Regions from separate parts of the Mus musculus genome. Here region 1 is linked to region 2. Evidence: chromatin contacts called from public HiChIP or PLAC-seq data. All regions are on one chromosome and are shown on one strand. Each heading gives the region's core, a stretch centred on a gene start, on an enhancer-like site or on the middle of the called end of the contact. The rest is flanking DNA. Distances are from core to core; before and after follow the strand shown.

Region 1 (6,522 bases), core at 126-2,625, 260 kb after region 2:
TCTCCCTTTATACCTGCCTGCGTCACTCTTCTCTGACATGATAGTGAAGAACTCTTTTTTTCCTCTGGAATGGTAATTCTCAAACATACTCTTTTTTCTATAAGTTGCTTTGACCATAGTATTTTGTCACAAAACCAACAAAGAACCCAATACATTCGCCAAACCTATTTCTGCACGTTCTTGCACAGGGACAAAGTTTGCTGAGTTGGAGGGTCTGTGAATGGTCACTATCACTGGGGGGTGGGGGTGGGGTAGAAGAAGGGGGATCATGAACGGATCATGAACACACCACCACCATGAAATAGAGAGTGGGGGGTTGGGTGAGCTTTGACAGCTGCTATTCAACAGATTCATCTACTCGTTTCTCAAAGACTATAAGCATATCACAGATTGAACTTCTACAAAGAACTAGGAACACAGTGCTCGCCTACAGTGAACTAGGATGACAGTGAAAAACATCAATTTCACCCGAGTGACTGGTTCTTTGTGATCCCATATAAGTGGCACCTAAGGGTAATTCAGTGGACTTTGAGCAAAATAAAGTGACTAAGTCATTAAGTCGGACAGAAGAGAAGTCAAGGCACAGGAAATGGGCTCTTAGAGCCAGAAAGGAGTTCCTAGAAACTCTGCATTGCTGAGAATGTGGGGTAAGGAAGGAAGGCAGGCACATGTGGGTCTTCTGTGCCTCTCAGGTAGATCTTAAGCTCAGCCTTCCCCCTCTCACAGTAAAAGAGAGCATAATGGTAGAAGAAATGATATTTGTGCAGCCAAGCCCCACTCAAGATTAGCCCCTCCTTTGTTTTTGTCTATATGGCCTCCTTATCTTTGCTCTTCCATATTTTGGGAACTCCTCTTTTTCCTTTGAGGAAACTTCTGATGATTAAAAACGAATTCCCCTGTAGTATTTTTCAGCTCTCAAGAAAAATATCACTTTCTTACTTATTGTGATTATTTTTTATTTCCCATTTTCCTCACACAACTTGCCGCATGGCAATCTCTGCGAATATGGGCCTCCCCTGATGTTCTCGGGTCCCTAACGGGATTGTGACTCTATTCTGGAACTAAATAAATGTTTGTTAAATTAATGTTGTGTGGATGTGACCCAGACAGTGCAAATACATAAGTTCGTTACTGGAATAGGCCTGGTTGCTAAGAGGAAAGTTCTCTTTCCTTCTTGGACCATCTCCCAAGGTATAATATAATACTAGATTTTCTGTTAGTGGCTGCCTCTGTTGTCATATGCAGAGAATTGGCTGGGGAATTAAGTCAACAGTGAGCAAAGCTGAGAAAGTAGAAGGGAAATATGAGAGGAGAGGAAGCGGGTGGAGGAGGGAGGAAGACAGTGTTATTTGATTTCCTGAATGCAGCCTTGCCTGAGGTCAGACACCCTGAGTTTCTCAGTTACAAAAGTCAATATATGATGAGAGAGGAAGCTGGGCTGGCTTAATGGTGAGTGGCAGATGCTACTTCATGTGTCACTGTCAGCGAAACTGTCAGCTAAGTCACTGATTCCGTGATTCCATCTTAAGGAATGATGTCTAGTATAGGGGAGTAAAAAATGATGGGGCTTTGATGTTTTATACAAGTGAGTCACTGGAAAATATTGGCATTTTAATTATTATTCCTTAGAAAGTATGTGAAGTTCACCTTAAATTTGAACATATACTTCTACCTGCTTTACACGCCCTGTCCTCCTCATCCAATTACTCCAGAGGTCACAAACTCAAATGCGTTGATTGTCAGGATAATGCAATTGTGTGAGGAGAACTGCTCAAAGGGACCATTGAAATTAGTTGGGCTGCACAGTTGGATTTTTTTTTCTCCTGAAACAGGCCATTTTAATCCTTTTTTTTTTTTTTTTTTTTTTTTTTTTTTGCTCTGCAAAAGTACAGTTAGAATATGGGTCAACTGGTGCCTCTGCTTCTATTTTAAATTTTGAATAACTGAAAATTCACAAGTTTTATGAAGTCCAACCATTTAAAATTTACCCATGTTTTCCACACTAGCGGAGTCAAACAAATCATGTATATGGGTCACATTTGGCTCAGAGTTGAAACTTTCAATAGCTGACTCTCCATCCCTGTTCTCTTGACATGCCCTTCCTTCTTTCAATGGAAAATAATTCTAGTGGCTTTGCCACTAAGGGACAAAACTAACTGTAGGGATAGGGCTGAGTGCTACTACAGCCTATGAAGACCGTTACAAATTAACAGTTCACCATAACCAAGAGTAGTTAAGGGCCTTTAGGATTTTAAAAATTAATTAAGTCTCTCATATATTACATCCCGCCCATAGTTTTCTGTCTCTACCTCTGTCTCCCACCTCCTCTACCTCCCATTCCTTCTGCCCCATCCATTCTTTCTCTGTTTCCTTTCAAAGCAGGTTAGTCCTCCCAGGGATTTCAATCATCTTTTGGGTCCCTTGTTCTCCTACAAGGTTGCCTTGTCTAGCCTTAATAAGAGGGGGTGTCACTAATCTTTTTGTAATTAGATATGCTGTGTTTAGTAGGATTTTTCAAAATACCTTAACAATATTCATGTTAACCCCACAGCCCAATGTCCCTGATTTCTTTAAGGTGACAACAAATCCCTCAGCACAAGCAAGGTCTCAAAGATCAGCCAACCCATTACCTCATTTCCTGGCAAGAAGGCAAGACGAATATGTCTCCTCTCACTTCTAACAGAGCATAGCCCACTGCCTAGCCTGGCCCTTCACAGAGTGAGACACAGAGTGATTGGCAGTTAATTGCATGTCTTTCTTTGGGCTGAGGAAGAGAAGGGTTAATGGAAAATTGCACTGTGGTTACTGTAAGTAATTTGCTGGACTGATGGGAACTGAACATTGATTTTTTTAACCAGTCTTCAGTGGAAAGCCTGTTTTAGACAGTACAGTTTTTGGCTGACTATATTCAGGAGCTGATGATGTTAATAGGAGGGAATTGGAAATGTATTAATTCTCATCTAAAATATCAATTCAGAAAGAAACTACTTATGGTACCTTTTAAACTGAGTAAAAACACAGTCCTGCTATTTTTAGCCTCTTGGAAAGTTGAATATTTTTATTTTGCGAATTGCAGACCCAGTTACCAAATCCTCTCCAAAAATTAATTTTTAAAAATTCCTTAAAATATTATTTTGGGGAGTTTGTTTTAGTCTCTGAGAAGACTCAGTAATAACTTCTCTTGGACCTCAGAGCATTTTTCTTTTAAAGCAAGGAAGTCTCATACCAACCTAATGGAGGTTATAGCTGAAGATTCATGGTGCAATAAATAGCCTTCAAGGCCTTTCTGCTTTTGATGGGTAAACCAAACCCTGCGGTACATTTGCTGTTATTTGTCAGCATTCATCTGCATTGTTGTGGGATTCTTTGTTGATGGAGTGTCACCGGGTGAGTGATGTCTTGCACACTTGGCATGTTTTAAAATTAATTACCAAGAAGCGTGTGGGAAACCTATCGCCTCCTGCTTTATGTTCTACTCACAGTTATGGCTGCAATAGACAAACACATAGCTTTTTTTTATACTAAAAAGACAAGGTGCAGGGCATGTTGGTTTCAATGCATGAATTAACGTGAAATGGTACCATGGCCAAAGTCACATTTAAATCCTGGTTGTAAGCTAACTTTGACTTCATTTTAAAATGGAGAGATTTATTTTATTTTGTTTGCTCATGTTTGTGTGTGTGCAGGTGTACATGTGTGTGCTGGGGTTAATAGAATGTATGCACATACATGCCAATGTCAGAGCACAGCCTCAATCTTCCCTCAGGTGATGGTCACTCCATAGTATAAGGGGAGCTGGGTAAGTAACACCAAAACTATGCCAGACATCTACACAAAGGGACGCTGACGGAGCCCTGGAAACCATTCACAAGAAGCAAGACTGAATCTACGTTTTTAACATGTAAAATATCGAAAAGACATCATGATATGTATAGAGCCATTAACCTTTGGGGCTGGGTACTTCTGTGACTTGAAGTGTGGCTGTCTTGTGTAGTTTAGGATGCTCTCAGACAAAAATCTCTGGCTTTTTATCTAATAATATCTTCCCATCTGTACTAATTTAAAAAATGTCTCTTAATTCTTAGCAAGTGTCTCTTGGAGGACAAAGTTGCCTTTGGCGAGGTACCACTGACCCAGGTGTTTGCTCTGCTCTTAACCAACTGCTTCTTAAAATGCCAATCCAAAAGGCAGATATCCTCAGAATGCAGTCACAGTACTTGAGTAGACAGGGAGCCAACCCATCACAGAACTCAGTTAGAGACTTTTAACCACTTATACATGGTACCATGCCAGGGCAGATTCTTAACCTCTGTTTTAAAGGAGAGGGAAATGATGTTACTGGAGATACACACAGCTGAAAAAGAAAGTGTATGGGGCTGGGGAGATGGCTTGGTGGTTAAGAGCAATGAATGCTCTTCCAGAGGTGCTGAGTTCAATTCCCAGCAACTACAAGGTGGCTCACAACCATGTGTAATGGGATCTGATGCCGTCTTCTGCTGTGTCTGAAGATAGTGACAGTGTACTCATATACATAAAATAAATAAATAAATCTCTAAAAAAATGTACAAATAGAAGGACAGGGGTTCCATTTTTGTTCAAGTAAAATCTTCCTTATATTTGATCTTGGACATCTGAATGCACATAACAAAGCATTTCAGGTGAGATATCTTGAAAGGCCTTGTGAATGTAAGAGTAATGGAAGTTAACCAAAATTTAATTTTGGCCAGCAGAATGAATGAATTGATTGAATTTCAGCTTTTAGAAGTCAAACCCAAGTTGAAAACACACACACACAGACACACACAGACACACACACACACACACACACACACCCCTTTACTTTTTTTTTTTTTTTTTAGCTTTCTCTTTTAGTCAACTTGTTTTGGGTTCATTTTTATTATTTATTCGTGACCATTCCAGCATGAGTTTCTTATGAATTATAATGCATATCTTACTCTCCTGTCCTCACAGAGAATGGAGTATTATTTAGAACAAGGTTTTGAAATTCTTGGAGGTTAGAGGACCTTACACATGACAGTTTGTTCCAGAACACTGACTCTAATGTAGCTATGGTACTGCATTGCTTTCTTTTAATTTCACTTTAAATAGTATTTTCATTTTTGTGTCTAATTATGTTTCTTGCTTTGTTTGCAGAGAGCTGATTTTAGAGAGAAGAGCCTGGGCATTAAGCCTGATGCCTGTGCAGGCTGCCTCTCTGAACGTGAGTAATTTACTGAATGCTGCTGAGTCACAATTTCCCCATCTGTAAAATAGGATTGATTTGAATTGCCTTGGCGTTTTGATGTGAATGTATAATAATAGATTATTATGCTTTATATAATAAAGTATATAAAGTACAAATTTATAAATTTAAAAGCACCCCATCCAATATGTTTATTTCGAATTAAATATTCTATAACAGTGTGCCTCATATAGGTTTCGATATTATTTACTGTTTTATCAGAATTGAATTAATTCAATGCCAATAATCTCTTTTCAACACTGCGTTCTTCATAAAGTAACTTTAGATCTCAGCACTTGATGGGTATTCATTAAAATTTTGCTAAGTCAATGAATCGCTCTGTGAGAAAGGAAAAAGAAGTACTGTCCCAAAAAGCAGGCTGAGAAAAGTGAAGGGACTTGTCAAAAATACATGCTAGATACATATAAAAGCAAAGACTAGAAAAAAGATGCTACTGCTAAGAAGACAATATCTGCTTATTAAACACTCATTTAAAAATGAATGTGTCATATATTGGGCCAGAGGCTGAGTACAGACCCAGAGTACAGTCTGTGTAGTCTATGCCCATATTTCTAGCTTCACAGGGAAAACAATAAAAAACAGCACCCAGATAAAGACATCATTTCAAGACAGAAGAGTATACAGTGCTTCTCAGAAGAAGAATATTAAAAACCTAAATGGGAATTTGGTATGGCAAAAGCAAATTTGAAGAAAGCACCTTTTACCTATCTTCTGCAGACTAAGATAGACTGCGGAGGTATTAAGGTGATTTTTGGTTGGTAAAGGAAGGAAGGAAGAAAGGGAGGGAGGGAGGGAGGGAGGGAGGGAGGGAGGAAGGAAGGAAGGAAGGAAGGAAGGAAGGAAGGAAGGAAGGAAGGAAGGAAGGAAGGAAGGAAGGAAAATACAGGCTTCAAATTAGAGCAAGGAATCTGATGAGACCAGTACATGGAATGTGTTAAGGCCTTGGATTTGAGGTGAGAATGGAGAGCTGGTTGAAGGCAATGTCATTGATGATCTCGCAAGCAGAGGAAGGATCTTGTTCACTTTACAATACATGATAGTACTGAGTCAATATAGAGATTTAAACAGGACACTGACATAATGACATTTGTACTCAACGTTCTTTCTGGCTTCTCACAAATAATCTCCATGGAGGATACAAACAGGGCCAGGAAGTGAGAAAAGCTAACTGGGAAGTTGGAACTTTTGCTGAGCTCATAGATCATGGTGGCTTCTACTAGAAGAGGTACTGATTGGAAAATGAGCAGAAAGGAGGAAAT
Region 2 (7,277 bases), core at 1,507-4,006:
GGCTCTCTTCAGTTTCGTTTTGGGGGCACTTAGAGCTATGAGTTTTCCTCTTACCACTGCTTTCATTGTATCCCATAAGTTTTGGTATGATGTTTCTTCATTTTCATTAAATTCTAAAAGGCCTTTAATTTCTTTAGTTCTTCATTGACCAAGTTATCATTGAGTAGAGTATTGTTCAGCTTCCATGTGTATATGTGCTTTCTATTGTTCTTGTTGGTATTTAAGACTTGCCTTAGTCTGTGGTGATCTGATAGGGTGCATGGTTTATCCTGTTATTTTTGTTGTTAGAGGTGGAATTATGTTTGTGTGGCTATCTTCTTTTGGGTTTGATGAAGATTACTTTCTTGATTTTTCTAGGGTGTAGTTTCCCTCCTTTTGGTGTTTTCCATCTATTATCATTTGTAGGGCTGGATTTATGGAAAGATACTGTGTAAATTTGTTTTTGTCATGGAATATCTTGGTTTCTCTGTCTATGGTAATTGAGAGTTTTGCTGGTATAGTAGCCTTGACTGGCATTTGTGTTCTCTTAGGGTCTGTATGACACCTGCCCAGGATCTTCTAGCTTTCATAGTCTCTGGTGAGAAGCCTGGTGTAATTCTGATAGGTCTGCCTTCATTTGTTACCTGACCTTGTTCCCTTACTGCTTTTAATATTCTTTCTTTGTTTAGTGCATTTGTTGTTTTGATCATTATGTGATGGGAGGAATTTCTTTTCTGGTCCAGTATATTTGGAGTTCTGTAGGCTTCTTGTATGTTCATGGGCATCTCCTTCTTTAGGTTAGTTAAGTTTTCTTTTATAATTTTGTTGAAGATATTTACTGGCCTTTTAAGATGGGAATTTTCGCTCTTTTCTATACCTATTATCCTTAGGTATAGGTTCTTCTCATTGTGTCCTGGATTTCCTGGATGTTTTGGGTTAGGATCTTTTTGCATTTTGCATTTTCTTTGACTGTTGTGTCAAGTCCTTTATCATCTTCATAAGAAATGACTTTAGATCTGAATCTTGCTTTTGTGATGGTGTATCCAGGACTTACTATGGTGGGAGAATTGGGTTCTGATTATGCCAAGTAACCTTGGTTTCTGTTGCTTATGTTCTTATGCTTGCCTCCCACCATCTCATTATCTCAAGTGCCCCCTGCCCTTGCTATATATAACTGGAGTTTGTCTTCCTTTAGTCCTGGTTTTGTCAGAGCTCCTCAGAGTCCAGCTGTCTCTGTGACCCTGTGATTCCTAGATCTTGTGATCTTGAGATTCTGGGTGTGTCAGAGTTCTTGGGATGCAAGCTGCCTCTGGGACCCTGAGAACCAGGTGTGACCAAGCTCCAGGGATCCTATGATCCTGTGATCCTGGGTGTATTAGATTGACTGGAATTTGAGCCTTCTCTGGGTGCTGTGAGACTGGCTGTAGAGTTCACTCCCAAGGTAAATCTGCACAGACCAGATGGAACCCATGGCACTGGTCGGTTGGGGTTCCTGATCCTGGATCCTGTTGGTTCCAGTTAGTCCTGGTTGTTTTGGAACAGATGTTGTGTCCTACTCACCCCGATCCTACAATCCTGGGAGTGCTAGAACGCCTGGTAGTGGAGCCTCCTCTGGGTGCTGTGGAGGCATTTTCTTAATTAGTGATTGATGGAAGAATGCCCAGCCCATTGTAGGTGGGGTCACCCTTGAGTTAGTGGTCCTGTATTTTATAGGAAAGCAGGTTAAGCAAGCCACAAGGAGCAAGCCAGTGAGCAGCTCCTCTCTGTGACTTCTGCATCAGGTCTTGCCTCCAGGATCCTGTCCTTTTTGAGTTCCTGTCCTGGCTTCTTTCAATGATGGACTACAGAGTTCAAGTATAAACTACATAAACCCTTCCCTCTCTGATTTGTTTTTCGACTCTTGTGTTTTATCCAACATAGAAATTCTAACTAAAACAGTCATACAACTAAGGTCCTCATGTTCCAGAAATAAACTGCCACCCCATGACCATCTATGCCCAGGTATGCCACTATCCACAGTAGGCCAGCCTCTTCCACATCAATTATTAATCAAGAAAATACCTTTCACACTTGCCTATAGGCTAATCTTATACAGGCACTTAATCAGTTATGATCCCATTTTCCAAGATATGTCTAAGTTTGTGTCAAATTCACGGAAACTAATCAGTGTACTTGGTATGATCATCAGAATGAGAATGGTCCTCATAGGACTATTTATTTGAGTAGTTAGTCTCCAGTTAGTGGAACTCTTTGGGAAGGATAGGGAAGTGTGGCCTTGTTGGAAGAAGTAGGTTACTAGGGATGTGCTTTGAAGTTTCAAAAGCCCATACCATTTTCAATTAGCTTTCCCTGCCTCATACTTGTGTATCAAGATGCAGGCTTTCAGCTACTGCTTCAACAACATTCCTGTCCTGCTGTCGTGCTTCATATCCTCAACATGAACATCATGGACTCTAACCCTCAGAAACTGTAAGCCCCAAATGAACCCTTTCTTCTATAAGTTACCTTGGTCATGGTGTCTTATCATAGCAATGGAAAGGTAATGAAAGCATCTGGCCTCTTTGTTCTTCCAAAGGTGTCTACCTAGACATCTTTCCAAAAGATTCTCCTTAAGCTGCTAGAGCTGCTTTGCCTGTTCACACAGAGGTGGATATGCATGGGAACTCATTCACCTCCAGAGCAATGGAACAGACACAGTGGTCCTATCTGGGGAATACTGAACTCTGGCCTCAAACCTGATGGTGTCTTATACAAGTCTTCTTAAAGGGTCACCCCTTGCTCAGTGTTTAACACTTCCCCTATTTTACTTCCTCTTTCTTTACTGAGCTGCCCTTAATAAATGATCTATATCAATTCCTTGTCTATTAGTCTTCCTTTAAAGAATCTAATGTAAGAAATGAACACAACATAGTGCCCAGAACAGTATTAGCATTCAATAAACATGAGTCTTTATTATGGCCATAGCTTTTCTTAGGTTTCTCATCCATTTGGGGGCACATTTTTACAGAAATTTTGCCCCCTTTTTTTGTTTTGTTTTGTTTTCTGTTTTATCTTTGCATCAGTTTTGGGAAACAATTAGTTGAATACCATGTTTAGTATTGTAGAATGGTATATGTCCAGTCTGAGTACACTATATGATCTTCCATATATTTAGAAAGCATAGATCTAGATTATTTGCAACACAGTCTTAGCAGAAAGAATAAAAATATAAAGAACAATTAACATCTTGGAGTCATTATAGAAGAGACAAAATATAGATTAAGATTTTGAAGCCTTAAAACTAACAGCAAGTATTTGAGGTGTCAGCGGAGTCTGGGGAAACTGAACAGAGACAGACCCTTCTCCACAGCCCTGAATGTCAACTCTGAGAAGTCTGGTTGATACTTTCTCAAAGATCGACCCAAGGGCAAATGATTACTACTTGGCACCAACTGGGACATAAAGACCATGCTGAATTTTTGTTTTTTTGTTTTTGTTTGTTTGTTTGTTTTTGTTTTGTTTTGTTTTTTAGCTTAGAAGAAGAAATATAACAGAGCAGAAAGCATTTGGAAAATATCAGGGAGATGGCCAAATAATTGGCAAACAGAACCTCTGGGAGAACTTAAATGAGTTTGTGTTGTTTACCTAGAGAAAGAAAGGTCAAAGGTCTACTTAATACTTGTCTCCAAGAATTTAAAATTAGGAGCAGAAATCCTTAGGAAAACAAAATGAGACAGCCCCACCTCCTAACTTCTTACCTAGCCTAGGTAAAAGTTTTAAAATTTAGTATTGGAATAAGAATTTGAGACTTAAAATAACAAGAATTTCTTGATTTAGGAGTAATTAAGACTTGGAAAAGTGCACCGCTGGTAGTGGATTTCTGTTCTGCTATAAAGCAGGGCATAGCTCCATTCATTATCAAAACCAGATTTTTTAAATGGTAGCTGAAAATCTATGAAGGGTCACATAATGAATGTGACTACATTTGACTTCGATCTTGCCAAGTGCAGCTGCTATCTAGAGCCACCAGTGATTAAAAAGCCTCCTACCTTAGGCAGGCTGACAGGATTGGTAAGGGAGTCTAACAGGTCACTCCTCCTTTTCCTTAATGCGTTATATTAGTCATTCTTCACTATATAACTAAACATGACAAAAGTCCATAGTGTAAAATATTTCCTCACATCATCTTTTGTACCTAGTCTAAAGCTTTACCTGCTAGTTTGGTATAGCTTCATAAATATGCAGAAAAATCTTAGTAAACAAGAATCATTTACTTATGGAAACCAGTCTTATTTTTACTTATTTTTCCTGTAGGAGACTGTTTTTGCCCCCATAGGAAGCTTTTCTTTATCAATGAGATGATAATCTATGCACTGGAGAGAATCAAAAATAGCACAAATGAATGTTCAGTGAAAAGGTTTTTTTTTTTTTATTCTGAAATTTTAATGTACTTTTTTTTTTAAGATTTGTTTATTTAAAGTATGTGAGTACATTGTAACTATCCTCAGACACAATAGAAGAGGGTATCAGATCTGATTACAGATGGTTGTGAGCCACCATGTGGTTGCCTGGAATTGAACTCAGGCCCTCTGGAAGAGCAGTCAGTGCTCTTAACTGCTGAGTCATCTCTCCAGACCCTTAATGTACTTTTTTGTTGATGAATTTCATACGTGCTTCTAATGTGTTGTGATCAAACCCAGATCACTCCCTTTCTTCTTATTCACCATATCACTTCATACTTTTCCCTCCTAAATTCATGTTAATTATATATAAGTTTGTGTGTGTGCGCATGCGTGTATAATATGCACCGAATTTACTTAGTGTTCTTTGTATGTGCGTGGGTTTAGGACCATCGACTAGAACATGGAACCTCATCCCTGAAAAACACTGATTTTCCTTCCCTTAGTAGCTACCAATTGCCAATAGCTCTTCAACTAGGGATAGGACTTCATGAGACCCACCCCAACCCATACTGAAATTTGTGGCTGCCTTGATCTTGTGAAGTTCTGTGCATTCAGCTTCAGGCACTGTGAGCTCATGTGTGTATGCCCTGTAATGTGTGGTAAATACTGTTTTGCTGGAGATGTCCACCCACAACATCTGGCTCTTACAACCATTTGGTCCTCTCTTCCCCAAACTTTGAGCCTTGGAGAGGGGTCTGTGATGTAGATGTCTTATTTAATGCTGAGTACTTCCACAGTCTCTTTTTCTCTGTACACCATGCAGAGTCTTTGTTTTAATTGTTATCTACTACAAGAATAATTGTCTCTGATGAAGGTTGAGAGGCGTATTTATCTGTGTGTATAAAGTTAAGAGCATGGGGGTCAGATTATTCCTAACTTGATTTAACACAGTATTAAGCATTAAGCTCTCCCCTGGGGTGTATGATCTAGCTAGCTATAGTTTTTGGCCTAGTTAATGCTCTCAAGAATGGATTTCATTTCAAAAACCTGCCTTAAATCCAACCAGGAAGTGGTTGGTTACTTCCATAACGCTCTTGTCATTTTTGCTTCATTGAACATATCTTGACAGGCAAGGTGATATATCTCACAAATGGGTAAAATTGTTGATTACTTTTCTACTCTCTGTGCATAGAGCTTTCCAGCACTAGGAAAGTTAGCCAGTGATGATAAAGCCAGGTCAGTCTCAGCTTGATTTCTCTATGTGCCATGATTGAAGGATGTGGTGTCTTTGGCAATAGGGTATCACCATTAAGTTCTGAAGGGTTACCTAGAGATATGGTAATATTTTGTAATGTTTTTGGATTCCATTGACCAACAACCAGAAAAGACATACATATACCTGGCACTGTATATTTGGTGGTGTATAGTTTCTGGGAGACATATTGTCTTCCATTATGGGGTAAGTGGATCAAGCACCTCAACATAAAACCACATACATTGAATCTAATAGAAGAGAAAGTGAGAAAGAGCCTTAAACTCATTGGCACAGGGGGGAAATTTCCTAAACAGAACTCGAATGTTCTAAAATCAAGAATTGATAAATGGGACCTCATGAAACTGGAAAGCTTCTATAAGGCAAAGGATATAGTCACTAAGACAAATTGACAAGCTACAGACTGGGAAAAAACTTCACTAACCCCACATCTGATAGAGGGCTAATATCCAAAATATATAAAGAACTCAAGAAGCTAATCACCAAAAAACCAAACAACCCAATCAAAAACTGAGGTATAGAACTAAATCGAGATGTTGAAACTGAGGAATCTCAGTGATGAGATTCACCTAAAGAAATGTTCAAAGTCCTTAGTGATTAGAGAAATGCAAATCAAACCAACCCTGAGATTCCACCTCACACCAGTCAGAATGGCTAAGATCAAAACCTCAAGTGACAACAAATGTTGGAGAGGATGTGGAGAAAGAACACTCCTTCATTGCTGGTGAGATTGCAAACTGGTACAACCACTCTGGAAATCAAACTGTAGATTCCTCAGAAAATTGGAAATAGATTTACCTGAAAACCCACCAATACCACTCTTGGAACTATACCCAAAAGATGCCCCACCATTCCATAGGGGCACATGTTAGCCAGAGGATGGAAACAACCCAGACAGATGTCCCATGACAGAAGAATGGATACAGAAAATGTAGTTCATTTACACAGTGGAATACTACTCAGCTATTAGAAATGAGGACATCCTGAGTTTGCAGGCAAATGGATGGAGCTAGAAAATATCATCCTGAGTGAGGTAACTCGGACCCCAAAAGACATGCATGGTATGTACTCACTAATAAGTAAATATTAGCCAAAAAATAAATACAGAATACCCAAGATAAAGTCCACAGAACTCAAAAAAGTCAACAAGATGAAGTGCCCAAGTGAGGACACCTCAGTCCCATTTGGGTGGAAAAAGAAAGCAATCACAAGTGGGGAGGGAGGGACCTAGGAAGGAAAGTGGACAGGGGCGGGGGAAAGTGTGTGTTGGGGGGGGAGAGGAACCTGATCTGGTACTGGGTGAGGGAAAAGGAATGAAGTCCTGAGGACCAGCAGAAAGAATGGAAACTGGCAACCTCCAGAGGTAGGGGGTGGAGGGGACCCTCCAGAATGCACCGGAGACCTGGGAGGAAATTCCCAACAGTAGGGAGAGGGAATTTACAGAGCACACCTCCAGCAGGAAGAAAGGGCATCCCATAGTCACAACTCTGACTCACAATTGTTCCTGTCTGAAGGAATTACAGGGATGGAAATGTAGAGGAACCTGAGGAAAAGAAGGTCCAAAGTGGGAACCAGTTCAAGGGGAGGTCCCAAGGCTATGGAGCGCTCACAAAAAGGGACCTAGAATGACCTCACTCCAGAAG

Evidence for each region. HiChIP or PLAC-seq counts read pairs in DNA pulled down with a chosen protein or histone mark.
Region 1: an H3K27ac HiChIP or PLAC-seq map of large pre-B cells shows a contact between it and region 2, with 2.9 times the contacts expected there. The contact joins two enhancer-like sites. A contact is called at or near these places in 1 of 484 Hi-C or Micro-C datasets (bone marrow-derived dendritic cells), 1 of 115 datasets of contacts at active chromatin or transcription factors (large pre-B cells) and 1 of 9 other capture datasets (embryonic stem cells).

Annotation. Positions count from the first base shown.
Region 1 is chr15:53,667,171-53,673,692 of GRCm38.p6, forward strand. The region is part of intron 3 of Samd12 (sterile alpha motif domain containing 12); the gene reads right to left. Among named protein-coding and RNA genes, the nearest start is that of Mir28c, 56 kb to the left of the region's middle. Within about 2 kb of position 1,376, at least 10 of the 459 cell types and tissues checked have an H3K27ac peak or open chromatin away from gene starts, as enhancers often do.
Region 2 is chr15:53,406,640-53,413,916 of GRCm38.p6, forward strand. It overlaps a transcript of Samd12 not described here. Among named protein-coding and RNA genes, the nearest start is that of Ext1, 64 kb to the left of the region's middle. Within about 2 kb of position 2,757, at least 19 of the 459 cell types and tissues checked have an H3K27ac peak or open chromatin away from gene starts, as enhancers often do.